Linked DNA regions of Mus musculus: region 2 is linked to region 1. A link is a contact called in public promoter capture Hi-C data. All regions are on one chromosome and are shown on one strand. The core of a region is the stretch at or near the end of the contact, and the rest is flanking DNA. Distances in the headings are between cores, read along the strand shown.

Evidence for each region. Promoter capture Hi-C pulls out the DNA fragments that hold promoters and counts their contacts.
Region 2: a contact with region 1 is called in a promoter capture Hi-C map of pre-B cells, with 4 times the contacts expected there. The contact joins the promoter of Bud13 here to the promoter of Cbl in region 1. A contact is called at or near these places in 1 of 39 promoter capture datasets (pre-B cells) and 1 of 115 datasets of contacts at active chromatin or transcription factors (large pre-B cells).

Annotation. Positions count from the first base shown.
Region 1 is chr9:44,232,467-44,236,252 of GRCm38.p6, forward strand. It overlaps Cbl (Casitas B-lineage lymphoma), which reads right to left and starts at 1,580. Exons shown (of 16, transcript NM_007619.2): 1 at 1,234-1,580. The coding sequence starts at 1,422.
Region 2 is chr9:46,281,230-46,285,015 of GRCm38.p6, forward strand. Bud13 (BUD13 homolog) reads left to right here and starts at 1,783. Exons shown (of 10, transcript NM_146000.2): 1 at 1,783-1,944. The coding sequence starts at 1,802. Zpr1 (ZPR1 zinc finger) reads left to right here. Exons shown (of 14, transcript NM_011752.2): 14 at 1-1,414.

The DNA of each region.
Region 1 (3,786 bases), core at 330-2,829:
GGAGGGGGGCTGCCACAATTCAAATTACTTAATGTAGGGGGGGGGGGGTCAGCCCTGGAAAAGTGGCTCTGAAACCTGGTATGGAGTGCAAGAGTGTTAATTCTCACACAAGACTTATTAAGCATTTATATAGCAGTTACATTGGCCAAGTGCTTCATAATCATTTTATTGGCTGTTTCTAGTCCAAAACAACCCATAGAGAACTTTACAGAAGAGGAACCTAGGCCCAGAGAGGAACCAAAGAAAACCAAATTTACTCCGGAGGAAATAACACCATTCACTTACATGCCGGGGCCTCCTAATCACATTTATCTGCAGTAGGAATGTTGAAAAAAATAATAACTGTGGTAAGAGTTAAGGAAACAGAGCACTGACTTCCAACAAAATGTTAAGACAAGATTGTGTATTCACGTTTAAGTACTGGGGCCAACTACAAGACTACATTATACAGGCTCAACTGTAAGGAAGTAAGATTCTCCTGATTGACAGACTTAAAGGGCTAACCATAGGCAACCCCACCCCCGCACCTGATTTTATAATGGCTATCAAAGGGGTCTTAAATAATAAGCAGGTAGGCCCGTTACAAAAATCAAACACTACAGCCCAGCGAAAAGCACCGAGAGCAAGCAGGAAGTTCTGTAGAAGTCAGACTATTAATTCAGCACGCTCAGTCAGTCCACCTTTCGAAAGATAATGGTTCTAACCAGAACTTGTGGTTTAACCAGTGCCTATCTCAGCAGCAGCGATGGATTACATCCAACACTTTGCAAGACAAAAACTTAAGCCATCCTTAGCGGAGAAGGGAAGTTCCTTCCTTCCCTGCCCCCATTTAAACCCACCTCTTTTTCTTTGATCTGTGTGCTACATCTTAATGAGAAAAAACTATAAGCTCACCCTGACCGCAGTCAGCCGGGCCGCCTCCTGAACCCAAGTCCCTCACCCAGGGCGACTCCTCTTCCAAACCCGGAGCCGTAGCCGGCAGATCCAACACACATCCCACCCCCAGCACCCCAGGCCCACCTCCCGGGGCTCACTCGACGACCCACATCCCCAAGCTCCGCACCCCCATCGCACTTCCGCCCGGGTGGCGCGGTGACCAGCCCTCCCCCAGCCCCCACCCCATCTTTGTCTGGCTCCCCCACACCTCAACGTTCCCAACTGCCAACGGCAGCCCTCCCTGGCGCCCCACCGCCCACGCCCACCCGGCGCCGCGCGCGCCCGCAGGCCGCTCACCTTGTCCATGAGCTTCCAGCACTTCTCCACCATCTTCTTGTCCACCGTGCAGGGAGGGTGCGGGCTGAGGTGGTGGTGGTGGTGGTGCGGCTGGAAGGCGTCCTTCATGAGCCCGATCAGGCCGCCCGCTCCCGAGCCCCCAGAGCCGCCGCCGCCGGCGCCCGAGCTCTTCTTCACGTTGCCGGCCATGGCCAGCGGAGGGTCGGGAGCCCGCTCGGCCGCGAGCGAGGGAATGGAGCCGGGCGAGAAGGAGGGGCCTCTCCGGCAACCACCGCCGGCGCTCGCAGCCCAGGGAGTGAGAGGGAGGCGCCCGCCCTGAGGCGCGCCCCTGCGCGGGCGCGAGCGCGGCCGGCGCAACGCGGGGGCGCGCGCCGGAGACGGGCAAGCACGGCACGCCGCGGCGACCCCCAACGCGCGCACGAGCTCGCGTGCACCCGCGTGCCCCGCGGCTCCCGGAAAGCCTCGACCAAGTTTCCGCGCCCACTGCTCCCGCCCTGACCCACTGGGACGGGCGGGGCGGAGCCCAAAGAAAACTCAGTGCCTGCGCCCTCTGCTGGAGAAGAGAGGAATGGAAGGAAAGAGGTGGGGTCCAAGGTAGAACCTGCGCACTAGGCAGAAGAGAAGCCTGGCCGTCCATGTTCGTTGTGGCCTGGGCTTGTTGCCTCCGGGAGTTGAGTCATGGCTGTGCTCGGATTAAGACGGGTAGGGATGGAAGGAGTCTTCTAAATGTGGATATTGAGCTTCGAGTTATCTGCCTCATCTTGTGGAAAGATGGAAAAAGAAAGCCAAAGTTCGTTTTCTTCCCCTTAGTGTTTTTATTTTTGTGGTGATTGGAATTGAACCTACGACCTCACACATCCTAGACAAGTACCCCACCTTGAGCTATATCCCTATTCCACCATCTTGTTTCACCATGTAGCCCTGGCTGCCTTGGAACTCGCTGTGTAGACCAGGGTGGCTCTGAACTCACAGAGATTCACATGCCTCTACCTCCCGAGCGCAGGGATTAAAAATCGCCTTGGTATTTATAACCCTCAAAGGTTGGGAATTCAGTTGCTGCAGCTTTTTGCAGACTAAGTCACATAAAGGTTTAAGGTTAAGGACACTCGCGTCTCACGCGCTTCTTCCAGACTTTTTAACCTTTTTAAAACAAGTAACTTCCTTTTGATCTTTTTCTTTCTGAAGAGCAATTCCTTTTCTGGGAACTGAATATGTACTTTAAAGATATTCTATTGCTCAGCGGAATGCGCTGGCGGCACGAGGCCCCGCCCACAGAGGCTGTGAGCCACTTGCATGGAGGGAACAGAAATTCAGCTCCCGGACACCTTCACTTCCCTAATCTTCAGACTTCACTAGAAGTACTTTGAAAATAGGAACTTCTTTTCCAAAGAAGAAGAAAGTACCCAACCTTGGTTTGCTAATATTTTTTTAGCTCCAAAACCATTTGGTGACATTAAGTACTCAGTTCTGCCACCAAGCCTTTGGCTGGTAGGTTGTTGAACTTGTCCAGTACTTGAAGAAAGAAAACAGTCTCTGAACACCAGAATTATTCAGTCCCACAACTTTGGGTTGCAAATCAGTCATTTTTTTTTTTTTTTTTCGAGACAGGGTTTCTCTGTGTAGTCCTGGCTGACCTGGAACTCACTCTGTAGACCAGGCTGGCCTCGAACTCAGAAATCCACCTGCCTCTGCCTCCCAAGTGCTGGGATTAAAGGTGTGCGCCACCACGCCCGGCTGCAAGTCAGTCATCTTTAAGACCTTTTTGAACCTGTATTATCATTTCATGTCAATAGCCTGCCTTTTATTTCTTTGTTTTGTTTTTGTTGGTGGTATTGAGCTTGGGGTTTTTGTTTTCAGACAGGGTCTCTCTATGTAGTCCTGGCTATCCTGGAACTCTTTATGTAGAACAGACTGGCCATAAACTCACAAAGATGCTCCTGCCTCTGCCTCCTGGGTGCTGGGATCATAGGCATGTATCACTCTGCCCAGATTTTTATCATTTTCTACCTAGAAAAAAAAAAAAAAAGAAGAATCTACCAAAGAAAAATATAGGCAGCACTCTAAAATTACCATCAAAACTTGGTAAGGCCTGTGCCCCTCCCTAATTGCAGGCCTTCCTTCTTACTCTCCCAGACTTTTGAAACCCTCTTCACTGACACTGACACTTCATCCTGTCACCATTCCTAAAGTGTAGCCTGACAGAAACACACACACACGCAAACCAAACCTTTGAACCCTCCCCACTGTTTCATCTGTAATAAAATTAACAGTCACAATCTTACTTAAAGTTGTAAACTACTTCATGATACATAGACTCTATGCTGGATAGCTTACCAAGTCACACAGTGACAACAGCAACATTTTCTTCCTCATCACTGAGTGTGTCCCCTCTGCCTGGAGTGTGCTTCTAAGATCCACATCATTCTTCAAAAATCATTTGGGCTGTCCAGGCACCGGGGGCGCACGCCTTTAATCCCGGCACTCAAGAGGCAGAGGCAGATCTCTTGAGTTTGAGGCCAGCCTGGTCTACAGAGTGAGTTCCAGGAGAGCCAG
Region 2 (3,786 bases), core at 533-3,032, 2.0 Mb after region 1:
CTGTGGGGAACTGACGAGGAGTGCTCAAGCCCTCGTCCATGGTGAAGAGGTTACCACTTGAGTTAGAAATGTAAGCACCCAAGATTAGCAGCTGACGGACGAGGCAGCTGCAGCCCTACTGTGCTCCTTGACCTTCTTTTGGAGGTTTTAAAGTCGGCGTGAGAAGAATCCCAGAAACACCAGGCGGTCTGCCATCACCGTTTGCCTGTCAGCTCTCTGACCTCCAGTGCTGGACCTTTGAAGTCTGGGGAAGTGAAATACAAGTTTCTGCTGGCTCTGGGCATGTGAAGTACTGACTCAGCAGGGAAGGATGTCGGAGGGGCCGAGCAGGCACAGGTGAAGACGCCACATTAAAGTGATGGCCTTTAAACGACACCCGCCTCTGCGTTCATGTCCTTACTGATTACCATGTGCTAGACTAAGCTGGGTCACACTGAGTCACACTCAGCTCCGAGGAGACTGAGGACAGCTTGGGCCATGCAGTGAGAGTCCGTCTTCATGAAAAGAAATGAGGAAGGAAAAACCAGTTTAGTTTCCTAAGCAAATCTTTCTTGAGGTGGCTGCTGTAGAGGCAGCATTTGATTCACTCCAATAGGCCATCCTGTCTGCTCTGAGCCAGGTACACCTGTGTGGAGTCTAGCTGTTCTCATGCAGCTTAAAGCAGTCTGGAAAAGCAGGGTGGCACACACCTTTAATCCCAGCAGAGGCAGGTGGTTCTATGAGTTTGAAGCCGATTTGGTCTACAGAGGAAGTTCCAGGACAGCCTGGGCTACACAGAAAAACCCTGATTCAAGACAAAACGAATTCAAACTGGATAACCAGCACCATCCTTGTTTGGCCTCTGCTAGCAAAAATTAGAGCCAGGCAGTATGAAGATGTGTGGGTTCCTGTACTTACCCGAAAGTTCTTATTATCTATAAAGGAGGCTAATAAAACTGAAGGGTAGGTCATGGTGTCCAGCCACTTGAGAGGCTGAGGAGGAAGGCTAACAAATTCAGGGGCAGCTTAGGCAATTTAGATCTTCAACATTCAAAAGAGTGGGGATGTAGTTCTATAGAACTCCTGCATACCATGTGCAAAAGGCCTTGGGTTTAATCCTCGGTGCTGGATGAAAGAAAAAAAAATTGTGAGGGTTAAGTGAGAAGTCATAAAACACTTAACCCTTTATAGAAGAAACTCCAGAATCTTCCTGGTTTCTTTGCCACACTGACCACGAATCCATTTCACTGGGAAGAGTTTATATCATTTTTTAGAAAGACATATCAAAGGTGAGAAGGTCAGTACAGGTTTGATAAAAACCTATCAAACTTTTATAGTCACAAGTTTGACTTCCCCTAAATGGTACCCGGAAGCCTCTTCCAGCAGACTTCCCACCAAAAGGTATTTATAGCAATAAAAGTGATTGAAATTGAAACGTTTGGTACAGCGTCCATTATTAAAACGCTGCTCAAGAATGTGCCCCTAGTGGTACAGCTATGGTAAGTCCCACCATTCATACAGGTGTTCTTCCTTACTCTGGCGCTGATGCTGCCAGGGTAGGATCATGTTACATCGGCCTGTGGCTTCTCAGCTGAGACAGCGTGGGCTGCAGGCTGTTGCACCGATTCGTCGTCTCAGGAAAAGCACAGCCAGCCCGAGATGCACGCACTCTCCCCTGGAGCCTCTTAAGGCTCAAGTCTTTAAGTCCAGCAGTTCAAAAAGTCCCCGTCCTAAAGCTTCCGCTTCTGGCTCCACCCCTACCGTTTCGCGTTGAAGAATTTTGTCCCCCACGCCGAGCTGTTGCCCCGCCCTCGCCGCTGCCATGGCGGCAGCTCCGCCACTCACCAAAGCTGAGTATCTGAAGCGTTACTTGTCTGGGACAGATGCTGGCTTGGAAGGAGGTCCCGAGGCCGGTCGCAAGCGGCGCAAAAAACGGCCGAAGCCTGGAGGCGCTGGCGGCAAGGGGTGAGTGGACTGGTGAGGTGTCGCGCTGCCCGGTGGCGCCCTCGGCCGCAGCTCTTCCTCGTCCTGGCCCGCGCGGTGCTGCCGACCCCGGCCCGAGCTCAGGCCCCGCTCCACTGCCCCGGGGCGGGATTGTAGCTGCCACTGGCAGCTCAGACCTCATCCTCTGAGCAGCGCCTTCCTTGTGTTAAAGGCAGCTAGAACTTAACTCACTTTCTCCCCGCGTTTGTAGCTTACGTCGTTCCATGTACAGATTGAAAGTCGTGTCCAAGAATAGCAAAGCTGATTCAAACCTTTTTCTTTCTCACTTTATTTCTCTCTTTCTCCCTTCCCTTCTCTTTCTTTCCTTCTTCTTTTTCTCTTCCCTCTTCTTTCTTTCTTTCTTTCTTTCTTTCTTTCTTTCTAGATCCAAAAATCTCTTTCTGAGGGTTCCAAAGTGCCAGGAACTGATCTGGAATCAAAGACCCATATCCTATTACTCACATCTACTACTAACAGTAACAACTAAAATGGGAACAGTTCACATCCTGTGCCTGGCCTCTTTCTAAAATAGTTGACCATATAGCTTTCAGAACATTGTAATGGAGCAGACATTTATATTAAACACTATACTTCCAGATTGCAAAGAGATGTGCTGAGACAGAGTTCAGATGAAATGTCCATTAGTAACTTGGCCACTGGAATCTGGAAAGGTTGGGTTAGGATATCCAACATCAACCTACAGAACAAAAGGAAATGTCTGTATTTGTAGGCTTTAGAGCAGCAGCCCTAAGTTTAGCAGCTTACTGAAGGTGCTATTTTGGATAGAAAGTTGAAACTCTGGGGGCTAATTCCATTCTCACACTCCACCCCCAGGTCTACTAAATGCTTATCAGCTTAAAGAGAGTACTAGATAGGATACAAAGTGTGGCTCACCCTCTCTGTGGGGCAGTATCATGGTCTAACAGTATTATTACCGTATGGTCCATTGAACTGGGTCGAATTAGTCCCTCATTTCCACACTTCTCTTCATTAGAGCTTGAGCATGACCTCATTTATAGATGGAATCTTTGTGGTGTTACCAGTTAAGATGAGCCTATATTCAGTTAAGGTGGTGTTGAATTCAGTGTGGCTGATGTCCCTGGAAGAAGGGGCAATGGCATGCAGGGGGAAAGTTTAAGCTTTGGAGCAATACTGATTAGAATTAGAATCCTAGCTGTGCTACTTATAGCCTGAGTGGTCCAGGGCAAGAGATGTTCATCTCAGCCGGGCGTGGTGGCACACGCCTTTAATCCCAGCACTCGGGAGGCAGAGGCAGGCGGATTTCTGAGTTTGAGGCCAGCCTGGTCTACAAAGTGAGTTCCAGGACAGCCAGGGCTACACAGAGAAACCCTGTCTCAAAAAACCAAAAAAAAAAAAAAAAAAAAGAGAGAGATGTTCATCTCTCTGAGCCTGAAGTCCCAGCCCCTTACTACTTGTCTGAAATGGTTGTTGTGATTAAAGCTGTGTCATGTGTTCCTGGCATTTCAAATAACCTCCTCCTTGCAGCACAGTTCATCTGTGTGGCACACATTTATTTATTGGCTTGCCACCACCTTACAGTAATTGGGGCACTGGTTCCTGAAGCTCAAAATGATACACTATTTTCATGTCAACTATTCACATCCTCTTTAAATCATCCTTAGATTAATTACTTAAAAGCCCACTACAGCTTAGGTAGTATGCCAGTAGTTACGTTATATAGGCCATTGTAACTAAAGAAAGTCTATCTGTTTAATACATTGGCCATTCCTTTTCCCCTGGTTGAGTTTGCAGTTGTGAAGTCCATGGGTGTGGAGGGCTGAATACCTCCTGTGACAGTTGTGT